Linked DNA regions of Zea mays: region 2 is linked to region 1. A link is a contact called in public Hi-C data. All regions are on one chromosome and are shown on one strand. Each heading gives the region's core, a stretch centred on a gene start, on an enhancer-like site or on the middle of the called end of the contact. The rest is flanking DNA. Distances are from core to core; before and after follow the strand shown. Region 1 holds the start of LOC100281080 (adaptor complexes medium subunit family protein). Region 2 holds the start of LOC103640978.

Region 1 (4,944 bases), core at 1,182-3,681:
TTATTCTCTGTGTCGTTCTAGGCTGAAATTTAACAGTACCAGGGAAGGTAGCGTCAATGCTCCTACCACTAAGTCCCCGTCCACTTGAGACAATTCTCCATTCAATTGAATGCTCTGTCATTGAAACTGTCCCAATTGATGGATTTCCGTCATATGATGCAACTCTTCTTCGAGGGAATGGCATTGTAATCATGCAAAAGTCCATAATGAAGGGAGACTTGTAACCCTCCATCAATGACAGCTTAAATAGAAAAGCACCTTCATTTTCAGAAACCATGGACAACTGATAGAACCCTTTAACAGGAGGAGCAATGTTGCATGGTGCTTGATAATGCATCAATACAAAATTTCCTAATGGTGGCTGAAAAACCAGGGTTTGCTTATTAGCAGTGGGCTCTGAAGCTTGAACACAGTGATGGAATGATGAAACCTCAATATGAGCAGTTTTTAAACCAGTCAATGGCAAAGAAACATCAGGTAGTCCTTCTAGTTCAGCCCTACAGGTCACCTGTCCTGAAACAGAAAGGAAATCTGGAACATCATCACGGTCATACAGTGCAGCATTTATAGTCTCCAAGCTAGAAAACAGAATCCTTTGCCTCCCTTTGTACAGGTAGGGCTTCCAGGCAGGTTGTTTCTGGTCTGTTGGAAGAGGGTCACCAGAAAATCCAGTAGTTCTAATCGAAGTAACATTGGCATAATTGAGATCTTGAGGTGTGCCTGCCAAAACAAACTATTAGCTAAGTTGGTTCATTAGAGTATAGGTCCATGAAGAAGCTTTACAAGAGAACATGAAGTACTATACGCCATGATAGGAGGCTTTGTTACCACTAACCAAAAGGCATTGCACCAATGATGAAGTTCTGCAGTAAATCCTTGTCAAAAGGCCTTACACCCCCTTTTAAGGAGTCTGATTGAGCAGCACCAACAGGGGAAGAGACTGATGCAGTTGGTGCTGCAACAGGTGCGGCAATAGGCTTCGCTCGTGCTGAAATACCTATACTTCCAGTCAATGAATCCAAGAGTCCACCAACAGATGGCCCAGAGCTAACAATCACCTCAGGTTCAGCAATATCACCAGTAATTATGTCCCCAACAACTTGTGCAACCATAAATGCTCTACATTGAACATAAAGTGTAAGCATGCAAGCTAAAAGCTAGTTAGGTTGCTGGTGTTGAACTATATCAACTTTTTATGTAGCATTCATGATGGTTAATTAAATGTTAAAGATGTCATAATATCACTTCCAAAAAAATCTTCAAGGGGGTCCAAGGGCTTTGCTCTCTGTTTTTGATCTTGCCTACGTTTTTATACATTTGATGAAGTCCTAGTTGGTTGATGGTCAACAGAATGAAACTTCATTACTTCAATACAGAAGAACATGAAATTATAGTAGGTAAGCAAACTTACATTACCCTGTTATGCATGGAAGATTGAACAGGATTGAAGAAAGATTGTTGTTCTCCTTGGCCGAACCCCCACAATCAGACCTTTTCAAGAGATTCTCATATGCTCTAAATGGCTGAGGATCCACCAGAGGCAACACAAGGACATAGTACCCTCCACGCTTTTGTAGGACCACAGGCCACAGCATAAAGGGATCTCCTTCCTCTTTATCCATGTGTAATGAGATAATGTGGCGGGTAATTGGATCATCAACCCAAGAATCCAGTCCCACAGATGATACGTTTGTTCGGATGCCTGAACTGCGTGCAGTGCCCTCCCTGCAGAGTGTCAAATATGTATCACGTCTGTTCTCACACAGGCTTACAGTTTCAGAGAATGAAATGCAGACAACTAATCGCAATTCTTGTAAGAACCATAGCTACTTATTTGTTTGTTGCTATACATTCATTAGGAGCTCTTAGGTTGTAGTGTTTTCAGACACGAAAAAATGTATCATTTTATCACTAGTCAGAAACTCTGAATATGTCCTAACACCCGTCCCAATTCACTTGTACTCTCAACTAAAATTCAGTTACTGATATTTAAACATCCACAACACAGAAAGCTAGCTCAAAGCCAAAGATAAAAACAGAGCAAACCTTCTCCGGCGCTCGGCGAATGCGGCGGCGACCTCGTGGTCGGCGGGCAGCGGCATCTTCGCCGCCCCGGTGCCCCAACGGTGTCTCTCTCCGTCTCCTTCTTCCTCCTCCCACGCGGCACGCCACCGCTTCTCCACCACAGCGAACCGCCTGGTGCAAGAGAGGAAGAGGTGAGCCCCATGGGATCAGAGGGGGCAATCCTGACGGGAAAGCTCGGATGGGTACCTGGAGAAGGCTACTGTGTCGTTGGGCGTAAGGATCCAGATGGCGCGTATGCTGCACCCGCCGCCGGACATGGCCGAATGGCTAGGAGGGAGGAGGAGCCGCACCCGGCGGTACCGCTGACGCTGCTGCTGCGTTGCTGCGGGACGAGGTCGGAGGAGGAGGGCGACCTGATGGGCTATCTGGGCCGAGTAGGATGTTTCCAAAATTTTAACACAGCAAATGTTGGGCCGGGCAACATATATGTGGCCCAATTGCCTCTAGGCCCGATGCTCCTTCATGTTTTTTATATTTTTTATTTGCAAACCGAGAGTCCGAGACTGATATACACATTTATACGTTAACAGTGTCCTATTTTCAAAATTAAGGCTTAACTCATAAAAACAACTTTTCCACAGTGTCATATTTTATAATTATTTATTAGAATTAGAAAAATATAAGACAGACCTTGAAGTGACATAAATATACTACACCCTAGATCAGTGTCATATCCTTGTTTGATACATTATTCTCAATATTTTATTTTCTAAATACATGATTTAGGGCATAGTTGTTGGAGCTCAACTTTTTTAGTGCTCTAAACACTTTAAATAATGTAGTATTTTAATTTTGTAACATTATTTTGACTCTTAAGGTATTTTATTGGAGATATTCAATGGACTGCTGGACCGAGGTTGCCTGCATCCGCCTCTAGCGGCAAGGATCATCATCGGAGCATGGGGTCATCATCGGAGCATGGGGGCATTCAAGGGACACATGCTCCTAGGCACCCTATTCCTACTAGTGGGGTTCTAGTAAGGCTAGGCAAAAAAAACCCGTAACCCGAACCCGAAATACCCAAAACCCGAATTTTGTTCGGAAATTTCGAGTACCAACTTGCAAAACCCGAATTTGTTTTGGGTAATTCGGGTATCATGATCGGGTACCCGAAATACTCGAATTACCGGAACTTTCATGTGTCATGTACTCATGTCAGTCTTAATTATTAATTTGTACATCTATAATTATACGTATGTGTGCATGACTTGTGATTTTAGATTGCTTGTGTTTTTATGTCCATATGTATCATTATTCAAACTGTATTTTTATACTAATTTAATAGAGTGCATGTGTTTTTATAAAGCTGACACAACAGTTCGGGTAGTTCGAGAATACCCGAACCCGAAATTCTGGGTACCCGAATTTTTGGCTATTGTAAAACTCGTTGTAATTTGGTATCGATTCTCAAAACACGAAATTTTAAATACCCGAATTACCCGACCCGAAATTTATGGGTAACCCGAATGCCCACCCCTAGGTTCTAGTCATTTGGTCTTCGGCGACGTGCCACATTGTGTGGCTAAAGGTCACCTAGAGATGGGGTAAATAGGTGAAATCTGAAATTTAACACTTAACAACAAAAAACTTCGATCCCAAATAGGTGTTAGAACCATAAGGAATATGATCGGAGTAGGGAGAACTTGGAATAGAAGAGTAAGAACATAAATCGCAAATGGACACACACAAAAACAACCGATTTGGTTTACCGAGGTTCGATTCCAAAGAACATATGTCCCCGTTGAGGTGTCCTAAAGGACGAGGTCTCTTTCAACCCTCTCGAGTGATTCCGAAGATCAAACTCGAGCCCTCTCTTGTTTTCTCAATCGATCAAGAGACCTTTGGCTCCCATAAGGTACTTGACAACGTCGAAGCTCTTGCTAACCTTTACAATCTCAATGGGTGCCTCGCACCAAGACATAATAACATCAAACTCTCTCTCTCTCTCTCTCTCTCTCTTTCAACTCTATCACAATTGCACACTCTCTTTTCTCCCTAGAATATGGATCATAATGAAGTCTACTCAAATGGGGCACTTAGATCACTTGGAGGTGTTGGGAATGTTTCTCTAACCTATAGGAATGAATGCTCAAGAGTTGTGTATTGAATGACTTAGTTGGGGTGTATTTTGAAAGTGGCTAGAGGGGATGAATAGGCCACACCTGAAAATTTCACCAAAAACTCGAAACGAACTAAGAATAACCAGTTCAACTGTTGAAGGCCATTTCAGCCACTACTAGGGGCAGTTCAACCGCTCTGAACCAGTTCAACAGGAAAATGAGAAATAAACTAAATTGATCCCTAAACTCACCAAATAAACTTTACGTACGTGATGTCCTTGATGTTCCTTAGGGTTGTAGGAAGTAGATCTGAAAGGGAAACTTCTCAAAACCTACACACCATAGATTTATGAGCAAAACTTCCACAGAGTAATGTGAGTATGAAGAACATGAACAATCACAATAATTAACACCACAAGAGACACAAGATTTATCCTGAGGTTCGGTCACACCACCAAGGTGCCCTAGTTCCTTATGGAGGTGCCCACAAAGATCCGGGTCTCTTTCAACCCTAATACTCTCCTCACCGACCACAAAGATCCAAGTGAGGTCACTTACTAGAGATTGCTCAAAAGAGCAGGTAATACAGACTTCTTGCGGTGTTCCACAAGCTTTGGACACTCACATGCAATGCCATCTAGGAGCTTGGAGCTCCAAGAGAAATGAATCCACAAAGAACGTGTTCTTTCATCAAAGCTCGAGAGATAGATCAAAGAATGAAAGTTGAAATCGCATTTGAGATCTAAAAACTTATCTGACATCGAAGACTCTTCCCACCGATCGAGGGGAGGAAGATCTG
Region 2 (5,434 bases), core at 1,949-4,448, 320 kb after region 1:
TTATTTTTTGGTGTTCACCGTTTATTTTTCGGTGTAAGTTCTGTATCCCCTTAGGAACGTCTTTTGAACTTCTTCGCCTTCTATTTCGGCGGTATAAGTTCTGCATCCCCTTAGGAATGACTTTTGAACTTCTTCGCCTTATATTTCGGCGGTATTTGGCTGTGCATTCCCTTTGGAACAACTTTTGAGCAGAAAACTTACGCTGCGCTCCCTTAGGAACGACTTTTTGTAGCTTCGACAATTTTAGCTCTGCATTCCCTTATGAACGACTTTTGAGCTTCGTAAGTCTGTGAAGAAGATATATTCCATTCTGATAGAAGCAAAAATCATTACAAGAAATTAAAACTAAATTTATATTGCTTGTTCCTTATTAAAAAACAAAATGACATAGAACATAAAAGTATTTCAGAGGCAGGATATCGCTCAATAAATGTGCTTTGATTCTGGCACAGTACTATTGACTGTACGAGCTTCGGATTCCTCCCTGAATTCACGTTGTTGTTGGGAGTACTGGCGCCCTTCTGGCTGCTGGCTTCGGGAATAGGTAGGTTGCAGTGGTGGTGGCGGTGGAAGCTGAGGCCAAGAAGCCTGTGAATGGCTAGCCGAAGCAACAAAAGCTGCAGGATGATTGCCCACATATTCTGGTATGTAGGGAGAGTGGCACGAAGCAGTGTGCAAGACCTGCTTCGGCTGATTTTACCGAGCTTCGGCTTCTGCGATCTCCTTTTTCTTCAGAATAGTGATTTGGCACATTCTTGTAGTATGGCCCTTGTCCTCACCACAGAATAAGCAATAGATTTTCCTGGACTGATCCCCATATCTTCCTCCGAAGCCCCTGGCGCCTCTGCCCTTGGAGCTGGTGGCCTGAAGGAGCTTTGCTGCTGCCCCAAAGACTGTGAGGTGTACTGTGGCCTCTAAAGCTGGCTTCCTTTGTCATCATTCTGACTGGAGCTGTGGATTGATCTGACATGCCTAGGGTGGATTCTTCCTCCGAAACCCCTGGTCATCTCAGAGAATCTGTAAGCCTCCTCCCTTATTTGGCGAAAGTCATTGTCAGCCCGGATGTACTCATCCATTTTCTGAAGCAGCTTCTCCAGAGTCTAGGGGGCTTCCTGGCGAAGTATTGAGCCGTAGGTCCTGGCCGAAGATCCTTGATCATGGCCTCAATGACAATTTCATTGGGCACTGTGGGCGCTTGTGCTCTCAGTCGCAAGAACCTTCGGACATACGCCTGAAGGTATTCCTCATGGTCTTGCATGCACTGGAACAAGGCCTGAGCTGTGATTGGCTTTGTCTGAAAGCCTTGGAAACTGGTAACCAACATGTCCTTGAGCTTCTGCCACGACATGATTGTCCCTGGCCGAAGGGAAGAATACCATGTTTGGGCTACGTTCCGGACTGCCATGACAAAGGACTTTGCCATGACAGCTGCATTGCCTCCGTATGAGGATATTGTTGCCTCATAGCTCATTAAGAATTGTTTTGGGTCCGAGTGCCCATCGTACATGGGTAGCTGGGGTGGCTTGTAGGATTGTGGCCATGAGATAGCCTGCCATTCTGCTGCCAAAGGAGAAGCAACATCAAAAGTAAAGGTATCATGATTAAAATCATCGTACCATCCATCTTCGTTGAATAAGCCCTCTTGACGAAGCTCCCTGTGTTGGGACCTTCGGTCTTGATCATCTTGAGCAAGATGACGCACTTCCTCAGTAGCTTCATCGATCTTCCTTTGAAGATCGGCCAGCCGAGCCATCTTCTTCTTTTTCCTTTGCACCTGTTGGTAGATGATTTCCATGTCCCTGATCTCCTGGTCCAACTCCTCCTCCTGGAATGTTGGACTAGTGGCCTTTCTCTTCTGGCTTAGAGCCTCTCGGAGAGAGAGAGAGTCTCCTGGTTTGTGTCTAGTGGCTGCAGTGCAGCCCCTGGCGTTGTTATCTTCTTCGGCGGCATGATGAAGGTCGATGCTTTGCCGAAGGTTGTGGAAGTGAGTACACCGGAGGTGGACGCCAATGTTGGAGACTTGTTCTCAAATGCTATGAATTAAGAACAAGGCAACACAGAAAGAAGTTAATGGTTAATGTTCTTCGTCCCTTGAAGCATTATTTCCCTTAGGATATAACGATCTTCGGACGAAGGTCATGAAGGATATACCTTCATCATCACAATTTTCATTGATAAAAGGAGAAACATATGAAACATGAGAGAATAACATGAATAATCACATAATATTATTTACATATCTTTATTATATAATCATGGAAGAATAAGAACAATATTGAATTACATTTGTACCTTTGGCTCGACAGAAGATGTAAGTACAAGCGTGACGCACGAGCGAATACAAATCAACGTGAACAATACGAGGGTACTGTTCATCTATTTATAGGCACATGACGCAGCCTGTGTAAAATTACATTCATGCCCTTCATATTTAGTATTAACTTAAGAACAATCTGTCGAGGACTAAACAGTCTTTTCCTCCTTAAGTCGGTTCCTTTTTCATCTATTGGGCCGAAGCTTCCTTGCGCACACCTTCGGCACTGGTTCAACCTTCGTTCTGACCCTGCTTTCCATATTGTGTACAGCTTCATCCCATGTCCGAAGGTTCCTGCACATATATTATGCTTTAGGAAACATTGTTAGTCATGTTTTTGAGAACTTTCGGACGAAGGCCCCCAACAAACCCAATTCAATTCTATACCCTCCAATATCAACATCCAAACGGAATATAAGGGTTTATCACATCCAAATAAGTGTGCACAACATGCATGAGCTGCGACTAGAGGTAACAATGGACTGATTTAAGGATTAGATTAAAATTAAACCATATTTTTATTAATTTTTAAACTAAAATTTATTTAAAACCCTACCATATTACGAAGCATTTGGATCACAGTCTATTACCAACCATAGCCATGACATATTCAGCTTCGCATTCGGAGCTCCGAGAATGGGCTGATGCTACGAAAGCCCAAAACGAAGGACCCTTTATATGCAGAACCCGCACGAGCCCAGTCTGATGTGGGGCCCATACTCCCAGATTGCGTGCTTGAGCCTTTACCAAAAATTCGCATCTTTACGGGAGTCTCCACGCAAAATCTCGCAGAACCACGCGCTAGCCGCCTTTGCCCCACAGAGAGACCTTGTCCAGAAAACCCTACTCACGCAGGGACCCATCTGCAAAACCGCCTCGCTTACCCTCCTTCTCGCCGTGCTCCTCAGTCCGCACCTCTCCCCGCCGCCCGTGTCGCCCGCGCCTCCAAATCCACTTCCAAACGCAAATCCAACCAAACCATCCCCGAATCCTGCCCAAATTTCCTCAAAACGCGTCAAACCCCACCCCTTCCGCCCGAATTCATTTCGAATCAGACTGACGCGACCACCCATCTGGGCTCTGGCCGCCTCGGCCCCCATCGCCTCCCTCCCATGGCGTTTCACGTCGCGTGCCCCATCACTTGGTAAGCTCCCTCAGTCTCTGTCTCGTCACTCCTGCCTCTTCTCTATAACGCTCGCGCGCTCTGACGGGCGGGTGGCGTCGCCGCCTCCCTCTCTCTCTCTGTTCCTCTGCAGCAGGAGGGTGTGCGACTGCGAGCTAGGGTTCGGCGCGTCGGCGTCGAGGAAGGGAGGAGGTGGCGCGTTGGCGGCGGTATGGGCGGGCACGGCGGCGGCTCTCGAGGATTTTCTCGCGGATCCGTGGTTGCTGCGGCCGGCAGGGGCCGTTGACGCGGATGCGGCGACGGTGCAGGTGGAGGTGCCGCCCCTTGAGCCGGCCCCTGAGGATGGGGAGGACGAGGCCCGCCGGGCGGCAGCGCAGCGCGGCGCCGCCGCGGCAGAGGACCTCGCCAGGCGCTTCGAGAGCGGCGCCTACGGATCGCCGGTCAGCTGATCTCTCTCTCTCCCTCTCTTCGCGCTTGTGCTGGCTAGTGTGTTTGCTGCCCTGTGTTCGTGGGAGAATTTCAAGCTTGTTATGTGCCTAGCGTGTCTTGTCTTCGTTCTGGATTATGTGGTTGTGGGCTGCTCGTGGCGTTTTGCTATGAAATACTTGGAATTCTGGGCTGGGACGAAGGAATCTGATTTATGCATGCTGTAGAAGTTTGCATGCTTTTATTTTGAGGCTTATAGGAGTGCAGTCGATGAAAGACTGTTCCTTTTGGGAATTCTGAGGCATCCTAGCACTGGGACTCTGTTGGCGCTCACATCCACGTCACTGAGCATCAGTGGGTACACACCGCCATGACATTGATAATGCTGTTTACAGGTGATAGCATTTGCTCTGGCTTTTCCACCCGTGCTGTTTGTTTCTTTTTATGTGGGTTGTTCATGAGGTTGTACAGACTGTAATATGTATGTACTCCCTTTGTCCCAAACTATAGGTCGTTTTGGCTTTTCTACGACCTAAATATATGCTGTGTATAAATGTATGTCTAGAACAGCCAACACAAACTATATAATTTTGAATGGATGTAGTAGTATTTTCAGCCCTTTGTCCCAAACTATAGGTCGTTTTGGCTTTTCTACGACCTAAATATATGCTATTTATAAATGTATATCTAGAACAGCCAACACAAACTATATAATTTTGAATGGATGTAGTAGTATTTTCAGGGTTTTGGTTTAGTGGTCAAATTGGTAACATATTGATGTTTAGTGAGGTATGGCTGAGTTTTCTGGTTTTCCAGAAATTTTAAGTTTCCTACAGTGTTGGACGCAAAACGATATTGTGGATCTTTTGAAACGGTTGCATGCATGGTGACGTGTGGTTTGCAAAAAGAGTTGTGATTGAATTTTGAGCTCGTGTGCATACAGGTGGTTGTCGTGTTGTCCATATGTGCTTTTAGATGTTACCTTTGACTTCACTGGTGAGAAACGACTAAAAAAGTTCTTTAGGAGACCCTGGATTATGTCCATGAAGGTTTATGCTACAAATAACCTTGTATGTTACTATAAACGATCCTAAGCTTTAGCAACGGGCATGCCTTGCATAGCAAATGTGTCTAAGCTTTAGAAACGGACCTGTGCCTCACAATGTTTTCAAGTCGTCTGATTAATCGCCCAAGTCGGTTAGCCAGAACGACCAGCAAGTCGTCCGACTTGAAAACACTGGACTGCCTCATGGAGCTTTGCCTGCACATTAATGTTGATCGTGCTGTATGCCTGTATGATTACCATGCAGAAACATGGTTAGCTTCCCCTGTTAGATACACTAGTTAATACCTAGTTTGTTATTTTCTAGCTCCACTGTTTAGCTAGGTGTCAAAGGTAACTTTAATTTCGTCTAAACAGTATCTTATCAATTTTCTACAATAGACTACTGGTGTCTCATTTTTTTTGTTTTTGACTTACCACATGGTGTAGTAATGCTTAATCCTTGGATACCAGCTTCTCATCATTTTGGCAAGTTTCAGTGGTGCACAATTTTACTAGTTTTTAGTTG

The links. A called contact is a pair of places that touch in the nucleus more often than the background predicts.
Region 2: a contact with region 1 is called in a Hi-C map of leaf, with 6 times the contacts expected there. The contact joins the promoter of LOC103640978 here to the promoter of LOC100281080 in region 1. A contact is called at or near these places in 9 of 25 Hi-C or Micro-C datasets (bundle sheath, ear, leaf and 2 more) and 2 of 3 datasets of contacts at active chromatin or transcription factors (leaf and seedling).

What each region holds. Positions count from the first base shown.
Region 1 is chr10:27,366,664-27,371,607 of Zm-B73-REFERENCE-NAM-5.0, forward strand. LOC100281080 (adaptor complexes medium subunit family protein) reads right to left here and starts at 2,432. Exons shown (of 8, transcript NM_001153999.1): 1 at 2,272-2,432; 2 at 2,047-2,196; 3 at 1,417-1,725; 4 at 836-1,119; 5 at 1-720. The coding sequence starts at 2,342.
Region 2 is chr10:27,690,849-27,696,282 of Zm-B73-REFERENCE-NAM-5.0, forward strand. It overlaps LOC103640978, which reads left to right and starts at 3,199. Exons shown (of 12, transcript XM_035963358.1): 1 at 3,199-3,458; 2 at 3,574-3,877. The coding sequence starts at 3,427.